Linked DNA regions of Mus musculus: region 2 is linked to region 1. Evidence: chromatin contacts called from public Hi-C data. All regions are on one chromosome and are shown on one strand. The core of a region is the stretch at or near the end of the contact, and the rest is flanking DNA. Distances in the headings are between cores, read along the strand shown.

Evidence for each region. Hi-C and Micro-C count contacts between places; a contact is called where the count stands out from the background.
Region 2: a Hi-C map of CD8 T cells shows a contact between it and region 1, with 6 times the contacts expected there. The contact joins the promoter of Megf9 here to the promoter of Zfp189 in region 1. A contact is called at or near these places in 1 of 39 promoter capture datasets (pre-B cells) and 1 of 484 Hi-C or Micro-C datasets (CD8 T cells).

The regions. Positions count from the first base shown.
Region 1 is chr4:49,517,330-49,523,638 of GRCm38.p6, forward strand. It overlaps Zfp189 (zinc finger protein 189), which reads left to right and starts at 3,847. Exons shown (of 3, transcript NM_145547.3): 1 at 3,847-4,266; 2 at 5,069-5,153. The coding sequence starts at 4,234. Mrpl50 (mitochondrial ribosomal protein L50) reads right to left here and starts at 3,754. Exons shown (of 2, transcript NM_178603.4): 1 at 3,633-3,754. The coding sequence starts at 3,724.
Region 2 is chr4:70,531,291-70,537,358 of GRCm38.p6, forward strand. Megf9 (multiple EGF-like-domains 9) reads right to left here and starts at 3,638. Exons shown (of 6, transcript NM_172694.2): 1 at 2,938-3,638. The coding sequence starts at 3,532.

The DNA.
Region 1 (6,309 bases), core at 2,597-5,096:
GGAGGAAAATATGTCTTTGGGGGGAGGACTTTAAGGTTTCAAATGCTCAAGCCAGGCCTAATGTTTATTTCTCCTCCTGCCTGCAGAGATGTAGAACTCTCCAGCACCATGTCTGCCTGCATGCCACCATGCTTTCTGCCATGATGATAATGAACTGAACCCCTGAAACATAAGCCAGTCCCAATTAAATGTTGTCCTTTATAAGAGTTGCCGTGGTCAGCCTCTCAGGAGCCTGATATAGCTGTCTCCTAAGAGGCTCTGCCAGAGCCTGACAAATACAGATGCAGATGCATGCAGCCAACCATTAGACTGAGCATGAGGTCCCCAATGGAGGAGTTAGAGAAAGGACTGAAGGAGCGAAAGGGGTTGCAACCCCATAGGAAGAACAACAATATCAACCAACCAGACTCCAGAGCTCCCAGAGACTAAACCAACCAAGGAGTATACATGGAGGGTCCCATGGCTCCAGCAGCATAGCAGAGGATGACCTTGTCGGGCATCAATTAGAGGAGAGGCCCTTGGTCCTGTGAAAGGTTGATGGATGTCTCAGTGTAGGGGAATGGCAGGGTGGGGAGGTGGGAGTGGATGGGGGAACACCCTCATAGAAACAGGGGGAGGGGGAGGGGATAGGGTATCTCAGGGGAGGGGGAACCAGGAAATGGGATAACATTTGAAATATAAATAAAGAAAATATCCAATAAAGAAGAAAAAAGAAAAGAAAAGAAAAGAAAAGAAGAGAAGAGAAGAGAAGAGAAGAGAAAAGGAAAAGAAAAGAAAAGAAAAGAGTTGAGTTGCTGTGGTCATGGAGTCTCATCAATAGAAACCAAAACAACCAAACATCAGGACTGTGTTCAATACTCAGCATCCAGGAGAGAAAATTAACAGAATGTGTACATGTTTGTAGTCAGAAAACTGGAAAGGAGGTCTCAGGGCTGGCTAGTCTAGTCAAGTCATAGGGCTCCAGGTTTAATGAGAGACCATGTCTTAAACTATAAAGCAGGGCATGCCTGAAGAAAACACTCAACTTCACACACACAACACATACACAATCACACACACAGACACAATATCTTGAGTTGGGTGAAAATGTATAACATAACAGTGCTGGCTACTTTTCTGTCACCTTGGCACAGCTAGAGTCATCTGGGGAAAGGGAATCAATCTCACTTAAGGAAAGGCCCCCACAAGACTGGCCCATGGGCCAGCCTGTGCCCGAGGTATTTTAATGATTAATAATTAATGTGGGAGTGCACAGGTCACCTTGGGTGGTGCCACACTTAGTCTGGTGGTCCTGTGTGCTAAAAGAAATCAAGTAGAGCAAGTTACACAGAAGCAAGCCAGAATGCAGCACTGCTCCATGGTCTCTACATAGTTCCTGCCTCCAAGGTTCCTGTTTTGAGAGCCTGGCCTGACTTCCCCAGATGATGGACTGACCCCAAGCTGTAAAATAAAATAAACCCCTTGTTAGTATCAGGCACACCCATGAACAACTGGAAGCGACTTCACAGCAATCAGGTGTCTTTACAGGCAGCTCTCAGACCCAGAGAAGAGACATGTCCTCTCTAGAAGACAGTGTAGCTGCTGGCTCCTGCTGTGTCTATTCACCCTGCCCCCCTCTCTCTTTCCTTCCACACTCTCCCAAAGGCTGCCTCTGACCCCCTCCCAATAAACCTCCCATGTGAGACCTGCTGCACGGTGTGATTTATTTAGAACCGTGACGCTTATTTCTAACACTCCTTCCTCCTCAAGTTGCTTAGGTCATGGTATTTTAATCACAATAGAAACCCTAACAAAGACAATAACAAACATAAAAAGAAAGCCAGCACTAAGGTGAATTTATAGTAATAAATGACTACATCATTAAAGATTTTAAGCAACTTAATATTGAACCACATGAAACTAAAAAAAAAAAAAAAAGAAAAAAATGTAAATCCCAAAGTTAGCAAAACAAAAGCAATCATAAAGAGCAGAGCAGACACAAATCTCATAAAAAGAAACCAACAAAACTAAGGGCTAATACAGAAAACCTCAAAACCTCATGTAATTAAAATCAGAAATATACGGCGATACAAGAGATGTTTCACAAATAAAAAGTTACAAGAAGGAGCTTTACAGGCTGCAGAACCTAAAAGAAGCAGTTAAAGATCCCAGGTACATATAACCCTAAACCAAGAAAGAATACAAAGCCTCCGCCAGTCAATAGCAATCAGAGACATTTAATAAAGAGTCAGAAGTCGAGGGCTGGAGAGCTTTGAGCTCAGAAGTTAAGAGAACTCGCTGCTCTTCCAGAGTGCAGTCCTCAGCACCCACCTCAGGCTGCTAGCTCACAATCTCTTGTAACACCAAACTCAGGGGATCTGACGCCCTCTTCTGTCCTCCGAGAGTATCAGCACACATATATTTATACATACACATATGGACATAAATAAAATAAATCCTCAATAAAATCAGTGGTTTCTCTAGAGAAATAATAAATCACCCCCCCCCAAATGATCAAGAAATCTGGTTTGTTTATAACAGCAGGAAAAAAATATTTAGGAAAAAATAACCAAGCAGGTTAAAGATCTATACTCTAAAACTCTAAACCATCCATGAAAGAAACAGAAAACACACATATAAATGAAGAGACAGTCCATGTTCAATGACTGTTCCATGTCTGCACTACTTAAATACTTAACTCAAAAAAATCGAATGGCTTTTCCCAAAGACATAAAGAGCAATCTTAAATTACGAATAGCTGCAGCAATCATGAGCAAGAAAAACATGGAAGAAATTATGCTTCAAGATTTAAAATTCTAACACAGAGCTATGATGATTGACAATAAACAAAACAAACAAACAGAACGCAAAAAGGGATGTAAAAAGGTGGGATTGGCCTGACTGCTGAAATCTCTCCTCTATGTGAATATACATCACTACATCCATTTACACCTTAAAGAACGGTTACCTGAAAAATGAACAGTTTATCACCAACTGCCCCCCTTCTCCTATGAGGACAAAGATTTGGTCTAATTAACCACTTTATCTTTAATATTTATCATATAGTAAACACTAAAATATCTGTTGAGTGAAAAAAAAAAGAAATGAACTTGGGACATCTGACACTAACCAGGGAAAGGTTAGAGTTAATACATGGGGTGAGGATTCAAACTTCTAACTTAATACGTTCGTTGTTCTCTGAGGTCCCAGCGGTTAAATTTTCAGGCCCTAAATATTATCTAAGTAATATACATAGATCCCACAGGATGCAGTGAGGAAAACTGTGGATAAGCAGTTAAGTCACGGGGCTTCTGGATCCACCATGTGCGTGCTTCTCTTCAGTGGGCCTCAGTTCCCTCCCGTGTGGAACTAAAGCGTGGGAAAGAGAGTACTGCTGGGTACACACTTAGAGACACGGAAGGCATTTAGAAACTATTTGTTGTATGCATCAGTGAAATCTGGGAAAGCGCACCGTGTTGCCGTTAGAAGCGGTCCTGCCAATCGCAGAAACGTAAGCTTTTAGCTCGGATCCCTACTCCACGCTAACTCCTGAAGGCTCAGGACCAGGGTCCCATCTTAACCCTCTGAACTCGTCCCCTCCGCTTCTGATTACTTACGTGGAACTTAGACCATTGAGAAACACTCAGATTTACCTGGATCGAGACCAAAATTCTCTACGTGTTGCCAAGGGAAGCTTCCACAGCCAGCCTCTTCTTGCTAACCGAGACACGATCAGCGCCGCCATTCTCGACAAGCAACCCAAGAGCGCCAGACGTGCCCGACTCAGCCAATCAGATGAGAGCTTACTTCAGCGGCCCCTGACGTTGCCCAGACCTATGCATTCCGGGAAATGTAGTTCGCTTGCCATTTACGGAAGAAGGCGGTGGCTCGCTCCCTGGGCATGTTGGGAGTTGTAGTTGGAGCGGTTCCGCGAAGGCTCCGGGTAACGCCTTCTGGTCCGGGGGTGGTCGGTAGTAGTGCAGCTTGACTTTGAGGCGGAGGAATTGGCAACAAGGAGGAGATATTACAGGGAGACCCTAAGGCTAGGCAGCGGGACAGAGGACTGGGTTTGGGGTTGGAGGACAGCCAGACAGAACGTCTGATATGCCCCTAGGAACTTGACCGCTCCGAGACAGAGGCAGGACCACACCAGACCCATCCGGTGAGCCCCTTCTCGCCGAGCCTTATTTCCAACAGCCATCTAGGCCTCATCAGAGCCCCAATGTCGTGTGGCTGCTATTCCTGAACGAGGCGATGGCGTCCCCAAGCCCACCGCTGGAGCCAAAGGTGAGTTGCCCTTTCAAGAGATCTCCGTTATTTCGCCACTCCCAAGACAGCAAGGCCGCGCCATCACCTCTTCCCCTGTCCCCCTCCTGGCCATTTCTACAACTCTTAAGAAAGGACCCCAGTCAACTCCTGTGTACCCCTTGCTGCGGGACATACCCCTTGCTGCAAGGTGCTTTTAGTTCACTTACAAACTCCCCAAGGCCCCTTTTTCTTTTTTCCTTTCTTTCTTTTTTTCTTTTTTTCAAGAGTAACTTGATAAATCGGCTGGGGAAAATTAAGACTGCTCCAAGTTAGATCTCATTTATGAGTTTCTCAGGTGAGGCACTTTTTTCTTTCTTTTCTTCTTTTTTTTTTTTAAATCTCGTCTGTCCTCTGCAGCTAGCACAATGTCTGAACTCAAGGTGAGTGTTTAGAAAACCTAATGGAACTGCGTCGAATTGGGTCCCAAGCTGGTGTGGGTAGAAGCTTGGGGCGAACAGTGAGGCCAGGGAACGTTGGGGTGGTCTTAAGGCTGTTAACTAAAAACAGTCGTGGTATTAGTGTGTAATAACGAAAGCAGAGAAGACCTTCAGTTTGGAAGGCGTGGATCTAGACCAGTCCAGATCCTTTTCAGTGTGAGGTGCCATGAATTGAGCACCTTTTGGAACTCTTACTTACCGTGTTCCTCCTAGTGAATGGGAGCATGGTAAAGTGACAATAACTTCTCCCACTTTCAGTGGAGAGACCACTGGAACTGACTACAGAGAGAAAACAATTCCAGCAGTGGCTGACATTTGAGGCTATGGCTATGTTTCTTACTCAGGAGGAGTGGGGTTATCTGGATCCAGCTCCGAGAAGCCTGTATAAAGATGTCATGATGGACAGCTACGGAAAGCTGGTCTCGCTGGGTAAGAATGCACGCTTTTTCTAACTAAAATATCTAATAAGGTACTAACACTTAAACCCAGAATGCGTCAAGCAGTGTAACTGACACCAGCACTATTTTGTCCCAACCTTCTGATTCGGATCTTTCTACAACTCTGGTCTCCCTCGCTTCCTTGTTAGCAAAGGCTGGCTTTGGCAGCTTCAGAATCTCATTCCCAGACGGCTCTGTTGGCTCTGTACTTTCCTTCCCGGTTCATCTTCCCACGGCTCTCCTCCCACCCTCTTTTCACTCTGCCTTCTGGAGCCTGGGCTGCTCATCACACAGTGTTCCTTACCGCTCCGGCCTACACTGAAAGCTGGCACAGAGCCGAGCACACCACTTCTCTGGCAGACCTTCAAGTGGGGGCTGCTCATTCTCCCGGGTCCTCCTTCCTCTTGCTTTGTCTCAGGACTGGGAGGCAGAAGTTAAGTGTTCTCCCAGCTCTCCCAGTGCTTGTCCCAAAGCATTTATTTTTCCACCTTCCAGGAGCATGTCCTCATGTGGGGTCAGCAGTCCTGTTTCCCCCAGTGCTCCTGTTTATCATCATCTGTCACGACCCTCCCACTCCCACTACCTCCCACCCCCACCACCTCCCACTACCACCCCCCCACCACCACCACCCTGCTTAACCCAGTCATTGAGTGAGCTGCAGTGGGTCTTGATCCTGTAAACTTCAGGAACCCTGCTTTCCATACCATTGACTCTGGCCTTAATTTTGTTATGACAAGCAAGTCTGAAAACACAGTATCCTGGTCTCTGACCACTGTTGACAACTAAACAAAGAGCCAGAAAGGCTTGCTTCTTGCCCTGGTGGAGCCTAACTGCAGCTTACATTTCCGTCTTTCCTTCACCTTTCCACTTGAAGCAATTCATTCATAATGCATTTTCCGTCCCGTGATGTGTTCATGTCTCCCCCATGGTTTCAGTTCTCCCGACTTGTGAAGATCTCTTCTAATTGCCAGCATGTTGTCTGGCCACTTTGATACTATTGCTATACTTACTCTGCAAATTTCAAATCATGTATCTTTTATAAGATCTGTCCCTTCTGTCCCCTTCTACCTGATTCCCAAGCATCGCAGGATCAGTGTCCTACAAGTATCTAGTGAGGAGGGTTTTTTGTTTTCTTTTTGTTTTAGTTT
Region 2 (6,068 bases), core at 2,388-4,887, about 21 Mb after region 1:
CAGTGTCCTGTGTAAACAATGGGATCCCAACTGACTGGTAGTAAGAGCTTTCAGCTAAATCTCTAGGAAGGAATTTTTTTACTGATTCCTATAGCAGTTTAAAAGACCTTCCCAATCAAAAGATATATTAGACGGTAACCAGTTCTCATAGAAATGTTGAAATAAAATTCTACAACCATCTTGCCCAATGGCAGGAAATCCAGCTTTGCAAGCCAAATCAGCTCTTTCAAATTCATATAGAAGTTTTTCCTCTGCTGAAGAGCTATACTTACTATCTAAAGTATATTGGAGTCCATGCGATAATTAAAAAGTCACCTTGAATATATCACTGTAAGGCTAAAATTGAATACCAGTAGGCCACAAAGTCAGTCAAGCTACTGAGAACTAAACACAGACAATTCTGTAAATGAATTCACAGAAGACTCTAAGTGACACACTATTTACACAAAGGTGAATGACCTCAATTTGATATCCTGAAGTGTTTGCTACAGAAAGACAGCCATATAGAAATTATGGCCTATAGAAATTATGAAAAACAGTTCAAATGGTAAATATCCATGAACCCAGTTTGGTTTCACTTAAAATTGATTTAAATTCTAAGTGCTGATTTGGTATCAAACTATCAGAGAATATAATAAATACATGATGAATTCTCTGTGCTTTTCAAAGCAATATATATATATATATATATATATATGGAACTGTTAAATGAATTAATAACAAACTGGTTAAACAAGTCCACTTTCTCTGTCCATATTTACAATGAAAAATACTATTGGAAGGAATACAGGCAGAACCAAGGTACTTACATGAAAAAAATTTTTTAAAAATTAAAAATTATGTTACATAGTTAAGTGACTATATCAAGATGGAAATATATATATATATATTTCCATTTTAATTTTACAAATTACTAACTAGTTAAGTTTTGATGGTGATTATTCATATTAAACAAGTTTCTACCCCTGAGCCCTAAAGCTTATTTGAAAATACAACTGTGTTGATATATGCCCAGAAAGAAAACTTTTAAGATGGAACAAACTGCTATGAGGAGTAACCTCTAGGTCCACTAGGAACCAGAACTAGAGAGCAGTGGAGGAATGACTGTTGTCATTTTCTTTTAGGTTTCTGATTATCTTTTTTGGCAATAAGGATTATCTTTGTGTTCTTAAAATGTCAAAAGTGAAATGACATTAACTGTATGTTTATCAGATACTATCAAAAGGAAGCAATTGCTAGTTAAATATTATGTGCTTAAAACTCCAGACATTCTAACTCATCCTTTTTCTATTTACTAAAACAAGGTATAGAAGTCACAAATCCCCACTTGGCTTCTCCATATTTTTCGAATCAGAAAACAGAGCTGGTCATAAATAAAACACAACACACAGGTGCTTATCAAGCACAGGAACTATTCTAAGCACTAGTTAGGTATACATTGACTTAGTGAATTTTCTTCTCTCTTCTCCTAACCTCTCTCTACTGTTTTTCTTTCTTTCTTGAGTCTTGCCATTCACTCCAGGTTGTATTAAATGTATTATGTAGCCTAGGCTGGCTTTGAACTCCTGATCCTCTTGTATTTGCTTCCTCAGTACATGTGTAGTATACACACTCAGTCCATTCTACATAATTTGCACAGCAAACCTATAAGGACTATGATAACCTGCATCTGAAGGTTGAAGAAAGTAAGATCACAAGAACCTGTCCATACTTATGTTGACAAAGGGGGGCAATAAGATGGAATTCAAACCTAAAAATGGACTCGAGAGTCTAGACTTAGGTACTAGTCTAACTTTTAGTAATATGTCAATCTCTCTTTATAAAAAGCTAAAAAGCATGAAAGGTTTAAAAACTAGCTAGTTAGTACATTCCTTGAAGCTAAAAGAGATCCAAATGTGGCTTTTGGGGGTGAATAATCTGCATTCCTACTTGTGCCTTTGCCAAGCTCCAACATACGATTCAAGGCTTAACCATCTGGGAAAATCTTCTACCAACTCAATTATAGTCCAAACTTCATACCTGACTCCACAGTAAACCACTGAGCCTAAGAATTAGGTCAACAATCAGATCAAGCTAGACAAGTAAGTGCTCTGGGCAAATCTCCACCCCAATGCAAAGCAAAAGATCTCAGAAAACTTGCTGAATTTCTTAAAGACGTAGGCCTTATTGGTTGAGTTCCTGGCCTATTTAAGATGCAAAAGGGTGAAAGAACAGCAGTTGTATCTTAACTTTGCTTGAACACTTTCACCAGCAGAAGAGCTGCATTTCCTATTGTGAGTTCAAACAGAAATTGGCATGTCAGCATCAGCAGTAATGAACATCCTACTTTAAAAAGGGGCAAAGATGGGCATCCCTGCTCAAATGGCATTTGCTCAATTACTGACCTTGGAACTGAGACAGAATGAAGTGGTGCAAGGAAGGGATTTAACCTAATTTATAAACTTGCTCAACCTAGATACACACCTGTCCCAAATGACCTATAAAATCTACTTATTTGCAGAGAAAACACGGACTACAATGCCGTTTCTGTTTGTAAGCAAACTACATTGTTCATCTGGGGGAATCCCGTAAAGGTTTTTACCTGCGCATTGATAAAGCACCATCCTAGCTTTCAAACTTTCCCCCAAATATCCCAGGTAGGGTGGCCTTCTGGGCGGATCCAATACAAAAGTTTGTGTCCATTCTGGGACTCTGACAAAGGCCAGAAAACCCTGTTTTAGGAAGAGACCCTAAGCCTTCCATATAGCAGCAGCTCCCTCTGGATGGAGCATGGCACCAGGTTGGGGGACAAAAGACTTTCTAGATTTGGAGGGATTGGGGGTTTACTTTAACTGGAGCTCGGATCTTCCCTTGGGAAGCTCTTGGGCAAGAAGCGGCCAGGGTGACGAGGCCGGTGTGTAAATAGGCAGTGCCTGGGGGAAGGTCCAGAGGACTCACCTGGGGGAGGAGAAGTAGGGGCTTCGGTGACAGGTGCGGTGGGCGGGACTCCGCTACTGTTGCTGCTTCTGTCCGGGGACTCGGCAGTTGGGGTCCCTGGAGTGCTGGAAGCCTGAGCGGTGGTGACTACAGAGGTGGTCGGCGGCTGGCCAACTGTGCTCGCAAGGGTGGTGGGCGCGGGTCTGGAGGGTGGTGATTCCGTGGTGGGAGTGTGTCCGTCCTCCGAAGGGGTGGCGGGCGAGAGGTCCAGAGCCGGGAAGGGGGTGGCAGCGGGTTGTGCGCTGGTGCGAAGAGGAGGAATGATCTCCGGGGAGCCGGCTGACGGGGTTGTAGCCCCGGTTTTGCGGACTGTGGTGCGCGGGGGACCGGTCCGCGGGGCCTGCGCGGTGGGAGCCGCGGTCTTAGGGAAGGGGCTGCTGGCTTGGTCCCGAAGCCCCGGGCTGGGCGACGGGACCACCTGCCCCTCGGCCCCGCCGCCACCGGTGACATTCCCTGCCGAGGCTGTGGAAGCGGCTGCGGCGGCCGCGCAGCACAACAGGGCGAGGCCGCCCAGGCTCGGCAGGCTCCTCATGGCGCGCTCGGCTCCGCCATTCATTCATTCATCCAGTCGATCGGTCAGTCATCTTCTCCTCCCTGCCGTCCGACCAAGGAAAGCGTTGCCGCCGCTGCCGCCACCAAGAGCACCATCGCCACCTCCCTCTGACAGGCGGCCGGCCCCGCGGGCGGGCCTCAACGCGGAGGGAGCGACTGGGCGGAGCGCGCACTGCCCGCCCTCCTCGATAGGCAGCGAAGCCTGGCCAATCGGAAGCCGCGTTGGCCCACGTGATCCGCCCGCTCCCCGGCCTCTTTGTAACGGCGCAGACCAATCAGAGGACTCCAAGGGAAGAGGGCGGGACGTCGGGAGGCGCGAGAGGTGTTGGAGCCGGCTGGGTTCGCTGCGGCTCCGGCTTTGTCTACCCACAGAGCGGGGCGCGGGCCTTGGGCATCCAACGCCGCCGAGCAGACAAAGGACGCGGCCCGCGCGGCAGATTCCAGGCCAAATCATCTGTTCCACTGGGCTGCGAGCTGGACCCGGGGCGGGGAGTCCCCTGTGGACAGCGTCTCCACCCTTCTGAACAATGGGGGCGCCGGAACCGCACCCGGACTCGGGCGGGGGCTGGGTTACATCCCCGCGACGGGCGAGGGTGGTGGCAGCTAATATATTAGATGGAGCTCGGCTCTCACTCTGTTGCTCAAGACAGCCGGCCTTGGCCCTGCGGTATCAACACTGTCAACCCCATTTCAGAGATGGGGAAATTAAAGCTCTTGCTGATGGCTTCAGCAAGCCAACTTCTGTGCCCCCACTAAGCACCTGCTGATGGCATGGGCCTGCACTAAGCCAGATGGGACGGCCTGGAGCCCCATCCTGAGCACAAGAGGGTGTGGAGGAGACAAACTGGCATGCACAGTTTATGCTCAGAACCTCGGAAAGAATAGAATATGACCAGGTTGAATTTCAGCTCCTTGTCTCTCTTGCTGAGTGGTTTTGTGGCTCAAGCAGTTTTCTTAACCACGTAAATGGTGAGATGAGAGGGCACACCCCATCCCCCTCACAGAGTTGTGAAAATGAAATCATGTACTTGAAGGGTTTAACCCAATGCTTGGCCCACGGTTGTAAACCGTCATTAATGCTAACCACTTGGGGTTGCACTATGTCAGGACAAGCCTAAGGTTGGAAAGCAGCCCGCATTGCCTCTGAGTCCCCAGAGATTCCTGCCTGTTGCCTGCATTGGGGTTGGGCTGATAACAGAGCTTGACCCTGGATGACATTAAACTCTGGAGGAAGTTGGAAATCAGGCAGGCAAACTTGCACCATCACCCAGGATCCAGCGCTGCGGGACATGGTAGCCTCAGCTGAGCAACTTTTAGGTGCAATCTGGCAGGACAAGTTTGTCATCTGATGGCTTAATTCCATCCCAACAGCCTCACTGTAAACCCAGTCGTGGCCTCTCCTAGGATGCTTGCCTTTGTGCATGATTTCCCATTAGTCATTCTCCTCTAACCAGACAGGCAGGATGAGATTTGTGTGTGAACTCCTGTGTGTTAACAAAAGCATGCATTTATTTGCCTGAGTGAGTAGTGGGTGGGGAGAGGATATGTTGGAGCTTGTGTATGAAAGCATAAACACATTTGTAAGTCTCTCTGTGAAGATTGTATGTGTGAGTCTGCAAATATAAGAACTTGTATTTTCATGTGATATGTTTAAGATATTAATGCATGCACACTGGTGTGTGTTTTGTGTGAATTTTCTGTTTTTCAATGTGAGGTTGTTTCTGGGTGTGTCTTTAGAGGCCTACCTATGTAAGAAATAAGGGACTAAATGAGAGGGCCATGTAACTGTTCTAAAGACAAATATTTAGCAAGAATTGACCATAGTTCTATTTTTACTTGCCTTTAGGAAGGGAGTGGACATGGTGTGTCCCTCCCCTGTATTCTTTTGGTTCCTCAGCCCCAACCAAAATGCCACATCCTCTAGGACTTGGATTTCTGAGTGGGAGTTAATCCCTCCCTAGTTCCCTACCGGCCTTTGTTTATAACCCTGATCTATCAACCCCTGCCTCTTCCTAAAAGGATTAATGATGGCTTTTAGACATAAGTACTACAAATAAAATGAACCACCCACATGACTTAATTACTTCTCCTGGGCACTCAGCAACCTCAGGACTAGAACTTGTGATTAATACCCCTGCCTGTCTATTTCACCCAGCTCTATGTTCCAGTGCCTAGCAGTGAGCAGTAAAACATGCTGATTAATCTGAAAGAGATCCTGTTGTGCTCACAGGGAAGGAAAGCTTGGGTCCTTTAGAGCCACAGACTTGGATCAAGTTTCCTCTCTGAACCTCAGTTTCCTTGTCTTTAAAATGAGGCCATTAATTCTTTAAACAGATCAAACAGAACTGTTTTTTTTTTTTTTTTAAACAGAGCCTTTTGACACACCAATTATACTCTATTGTCACTTAACGTTTCAATTGCTATTGCTAACCCTGAGTTTTGTTAGCTGAAAGACTACAGCAGAAACCTCTGTCCCAAAAACTCCAGATCAGGTGACAAGGCTTGACATTTGCTCTACTGGATATTTCCAAATGGTATCT